Regions from separate parts of the Hordeum vulgare genome. Here region 1 is linked to region 2. A link is a contact called in public Hi-C data. All regions are on one chromosome and are shown on one strand. The core of a region is the stretch at or near the end of the contact, and the rest is flanking DNA. Distances in the headings are between cores, read along the strand shown. Region 1 holds the start of LOC123401798 (hydroxycinnamoyltransferase 2). Region 2 holds the start of LOC123404040 (enhancer of rudimentary homolog).

The links. Hi-C and Micro-C count contacts between places; a contact is called where the count stands out from the background.
Region 1: a Hi-C map of seedling shows a contact between it and region 2, with 5 times the contacts expected there. The contact joins the promoter of LOC123401798 here to the promoter of LOC123404040 in region 2. A contact is called at or near these places in 2 of 6 Hi-C or Micro-C datasets (leaf and seedling) and 1 of 1 datasets of contacts at active chromatin or transcription factors (embryo).

What each region holds. Positions count from the first base shown.
Region 1 is chr6H:353,708,477-353,711,176 of MorexV3_pseudomolecules_assembly, forward strand. LOC123401798 (hydroxycinnamoyltransferase 2) reads left to right here and starts at 1,333. Exons shown (of 2, transcript XM_045095647.1): 1 at 1,333-1,913. The coding sequence starts at 1,491.
Region 2 is chr6H:353,184,452-353,187,485 of MorexV3_pseudomolecules_assembly, forward strand. LOC123404040 (enhancer of rudimentary homolog) reads right to left here and starts at 1,493. Exons shown (of 4, transcript XM_045097951.1): 1 at 1,318-1,493. The coding sequence starts at 1,320.

The DNA.
Region 1 (2,700 bases), core at 83-2,582, 520 kb after region 2:
TGAAATTTCGACCGAGCCGGGTGCCTCAAACGCCTGAGCTGACCAGCACCCCTCATTTGCACAACCCAGATACGGGCAGATATGGGCACGCCCGCCACGTCGGACTAGATAGACCTACTCCGTCGTAAATTGCACCAAATTTACCCCGCAAAACTGTTGGATCCATTTGCTCTTTCCTCTCTTCTTCCTCCTCCCCGCCGTCAGTATTGCAACTTCATCGTCGCGCGCGCTCCACATCCATTTCTAGCTTGTGCTCCGCCAGCTCCGGTAGAGTAGTCCTCCATCCCGTCCTCGCCACGGGGTCGTCGCCGCCGGCCCGGAAGCCACCGCGGTAGGTCCGGCAACTCCCCGGTTCCGCCTTGCACTGGATGTGTTCAACACATTTTTTGGTCGGATTTTTTATGAATTTTTCGTGGGGCTGCAATGATGTGGCAATCAGAAACTTTATGGTAGCTCATGACATGTTGTGTTAGTTTACACGATATGATTGTCAAGGATGAGGGTGGTGTTGCAGCTCAAACAAATGATTTTGAAGCACCTCGATAACAACATGAAATCCCGGAAGGTCAGATGTCGCTTAGCTTATGAACTTTGTGCACATGCATCAGAATCTCTGAGATCATCAAATACACACGCAACTACTTAATGATCTAGTAAAGCACATGTGGATCCATAATGGAAACCAAAGAGTACATGATTGATTGTGTACTTCAAATAAATTTGATATAAACACTATTTATATTCAATACTAACATTTATTATTCACGTGCGATAATGGTTTCCGTGATCGGTTTTGTATGATCTTGAGAGTTTAATTTGAGATATGCGAATGCGAGGAGCGAAATACCAAGGACCATCCAAATACGTCGGTGAAACGTGCACAACACGCGTCCGCGGTCATATAAAAAGCCAGATTTACCGAATTCGGGTGTAGATGCTCTAATTTACTAGATTCGAGGGGTATTAAAACAGGGGAATGATGCTCGTCCAAGATCATTGGCCGCTGCATAGCATTTTCGCCCAAGTATGAATTATTAGGGGCAGCTGAGGAATTCCCAAAACCGGAAGCTGCTGTCAGTGGTGATGCAGCGGATAGAGGTGGACAGATCACGCTGATGTGTAGATCACCGGTAGCGCGTCCACGGTTCGGTAGGTTGGACCGTGTCCACCGATGAACGAAAAGGGTCCCGCTTCCGAGCCTGGTCATCCATCCCACCAACTCCCCACCCGTCACCAGCTCCTCCCACGAAGCAATCGGGCAAAATAATAAAGTGGAGGCGAACGAGGACAAGTCGCGCCATCCCGCCTCGCCGGCTATAAAACCCGCGCCAACCCCCGCTAGCTCACCAGCTCTCCACCAAGAGCTACCAAACGCCCTGCTTTAATTTTAATCATCGCCGCTGTTGCTTCTCCCACGCGCGTTCCACGTACATCGCTCGTTTTTCTTGCGCCTAGTAGTCTGTCTGCCCGCCAGATCTGCATCCGCGGAGATGAAGATCACGGTACGGGGATCGACGGTCGTGGTGCCGGCGGAGGAGACGCCGCGGCTCCGGCTGTGGAACGCCAACCCGGACCTGGTCGTGCCGCGGTTCCACACCCCGAGCGTCTACTTCTTCCGGCGCGGCGCGGGGGAGGAGGAGGCGGACCGCTACTTCGACGCGGAGCGGATGCGCCGGGCGCTGGCGGAGGCGTTGGTGCCCTTCTACCCGATGGCGGGGCGGCTGGCCCGCGACGAGGACGGGCGCGTGGAGATCGACTGCAACGCGGAAGGGGTGCTCTTCGTGGAGGCCGACGCGCCCGACGGCACCGTCGACGACTTCGGCGACTTCGCGCCCACCATGGACCTCAAGCGCCTCATCCCCGCGGTCGACTTCACCGGGGGCATCTCCTCCTACCCGCTCCTCGTGGCCCAGGTAACCATGAATGTCACTCCGTGATTTTTCCCACACGCGAGGAACAGAGTATGGACGTGCCGACGAAGCAGAGCACACCGCGTGCGGTCGCGTATGGCACTGGATTTGACCAGGGTTGGGTACGGTAGAAATGGACGGTCCAGCGTCGCTTTCAGCAACAGTCTAGGTCGTCGGCGCCGCATGACATGGAGGCGACCCTGTCAGGTCGACCCGTCCGTGAGGCTAAGGAAATGGAACGAGGCATGACTGACTTCTGTTTTGCCTTTTTAGCGCAGCTTTGCAAATATCTGCGTGTCAGCCTCTTGCCGTTAGCTGTCGGTCAACAATGCACCGGAATGATCTTTCAAATTATAATTGAAATAGGGCATCCCTGGACTTGTTTAGCGCCCTCTCTTTCAAAAAGAAATCCTCATTGTCAGGCCACCCTGAATTTCACACCTCGCGTCAGGCTTTATTCTTCTGTCCTTACCACTCCAAAAGCGGTAGCATCATGTTCTTCCTTCGTAAGAATATGTATCATTGATGAGGTTGCGTGATTACGCGTTCAATTTATGTAGAATTGTCGGCATGGGTCTTTTTTTTGTGAAGATTGAAATTGTACCGGTGGAATTTCATAGCAGCTTGCATACATTACAAGTTTGGATTTATCATTGCAGTTCGGCACCATATTACGTATTAGATGGAATTATCTTTCCGCAGGTTTTTTTTTGAAAAGGAGGAAACGAGCCTCCGGCCTCTGCATCAATCAATGCATGCAGCCATATTATTAAAAATAAACGTAAAGTAT
Region 2 (3,034 bases), core at 243-2,742:
GGGAACACCACAGACAAAATACTTTGTACCGCAGCCAACTTTATATTTGAGTCAAAAGGCTCTTTTTTGAAGCTATGTTACATTGACAAGTACCCGGCATGAGATTCGCCATTTTTGAAAGAATGGCGAGTATACTTTATTTCACAACCCAATGTTGTATATAATCTAAAAGGTATGTTAGGCGGCCGGCCAATATATGCACGATTTTGTCGAGTGAAGTGTTGTGGCATGACGGGAATTGGTCGATCGTGAAAGATATGGGCTGAGTTCCAAGAACTCGACGAAGAAAGTGATTTTTTTCTCGGTCGCCGCCAATCTTCAAAGAAAATATATACACACTGAACATGCTGGTCCAGACACCCAAGACACAACCGCCCCTAAACGGTAGGTTACAGGAGAAACATGGAAGGTAGTTACTTCAAATTAAACTCAAAAGCAATGCACATTATCTAGGCCTTCTTTATACCAAACATTATTACTTGACTACAAAGAAAGAAAAGACTATATGAAAAATGGACAAGGAATCAACGGAATCAAGTTGTTCTGATGATTCGGATTTGGCAGTCAAGACATCTATATCTATGGAATTTCAAAAGAGAGAAAAGGATCTGAATCCTCTCCGAGGATGGGCTCAAACCTTAGCAGAAATATTCGTAGTAGTGTATGTTCCCTATGTTAACTAGGTGACCATCGACAGCTTGGATAGGCCACGGCTCGACGCATCCTCCCAGTCCCTTTTCTCAGCTTAAAACCCAAAAGGCTACATTTCTAAGATGTATTGTATGGCACAGACAAATATGTGCCCGACACAGGGGGCATCGCTATATATATATATATATATACAACGCAATATATAACCTACTTTTCGATATGCTCATAGTTTAAAAGAAAAAAAAGGCATGCCTAGGCTCTAGGCGATAGCAACGCGCTTAATATTGCTTAATCTGCGCATGTGCATGGGTTTTGGTCAGAAAAGCGCAAGGTGGTGGCAAGACACACAATTAACACCTGCTCTTTCTTCTAACTATGTATATGCTTCAAAATACTACAAGCTGGAAACATGGAGATGTACCCTAAATAGCCAGCAGCAGGCAGTGCATTATAGCGAAAAAACAAAAGGAGACAAGAGTTTAAATTCTACTAACTCCTCCAATCTACGAACAAGACTGCAACCTCTCCGAACTAGGAGTACAACCAAATAACCTAGCGTTCGAAGGGAACTTCACTTGACCTCAGTGGCCGTCCAAATCCGATTCTGCTGCGATGGTAATACAGGGAAGGAGAGCACCTAGACGAAAGAGAGGACAGGGGGCTCACCATGGCTAGGAAGAACTATCGGGAAGAAGAGGATAGCGGCCCGCGCAAATCCGCCGATGCCCGACGGGAGAAGGGGGGCAGCCGTGAAGAGCGGTCGCCGTCGCTGGTTTGCCGAGAACGCGAGAGCGAGGGAGGCGTCCGGAAGATGTTCTAGGGTTAAGTGGGGTGATGTTAGCTTGGACTGGGCCGTGCGACACTGCGACTCTGTCTGGATAGGTCCACGTCCACGGTTTTTACCTTTTTCTTTACTTACTAACTAGCAAAAGAGCCCGTGCGTTGCAACGGGAGAATGCAAGGGCCGAGAATCGGACTCGAAGGCATAGATATTCTAATGGTGCAGTATTATCGAACATGTCAAATATGTATCCTTAGGATCCTTGTGCATGTCAGATAGCATTACGGATTTTTGTTCACGTTTAACTCACTTTTCTTCTTCTTACTCTATCCATTATCTTTGTCTCCCTTGCTTGGGTATCTAGAAACATAAAAAATACAATATAGCTTAGAATTTATCGAGATGCATCGAATCCTTTAACAAAGGACCACATCACTGTAATGAAAAAAACTCATGCAGTCAACCTTTTCATCTCATCTGCATTAACTAAAGTGTGAATCAAATCTTCTAGTTCAGTTGTAACCATAAAAGTAAAACAGAACTGTAACGGAGCAAAACTAAGACTCATTAACTGATGGAAGTTTACTCAGATTTTCTTTTTTGTGGAATCCTTGTTGGACTAACAAAATAGCAAACAATAGTAGCTAGCTTTCCCGAGAAAATATCAAAACCGCAATCTGCATCAATTACCGAGGAGAAAATTGGAAATTTGCCACTTTCAATATATGGATTCTTAAAATTATCATTTTCAAGATTGACTTCGCACATTTGCCACTTAGCTCGTTGGCTCCTTAATTATCATGCCACTTTCCTCCTATTTTTTATTTTCATTTTCCTTTAACATTTATAAGCATTGGAAAAGACCAAACCAGCCCTGATGCATATACACGTAATATCCAAATTTCAGTTGACACTTTGAAGCGGAGGACAGCGTACCGGCCACCTAGAATACCGGGTGATCTCGTCAATGCAGACTGCTTCACCGATCTCCTTGACGCAGAGTGTCGCAGATCGTCTAGAGACTAGACGTCGCATGCCGCGGATATTCTCAGCGTCCCGAGCAGGACGGCGGGCTGTGCAGCTATGGCGCGCGTGGAGACGGCGCGAGCAGCAAGCAGCCTAGTGGCGCCGACGGGGGCTGCTTCAGTAGCCACTCTTATCGACATTCTCGAGTAGTTGTGTGTTGTTCTCCAAATCAGTGCTAGCTGAACTTCAGAGGAGACCAGAACCTGTAGCCGCGGGCTGGCTCGAGTGCCCGCGGTGGGCCTCATCGGCCGTGTAGTAGGCTCTCTTCACGAGCTCCTCGCGGAAGATGGCGTGCCGCGACTGCGCGCCGGCGAGCATGGCGGCCGCGGCCATGGGAGCGGCGGGGCCGGCTTCCTCGCGCCTCGCCACGACGGTGCGGGCCCGTCTCGCGGACGGCGGGCTTCGGCAGGGGCGCGGGAGGGCTCCCCCTTGGTCGAAGGCGCGCAAAGGAGAGGGAGGGCGGGGTCCGGCACCGGGTCGCCTGCAGCTCATCGACGAAGGCCGGGGCGCCGCGGGGAAGGAGCTCGAGCGCGGCGGGGAGCTGCAGCGTCGAGAGGCGGTGGTGGGGGCGGCACT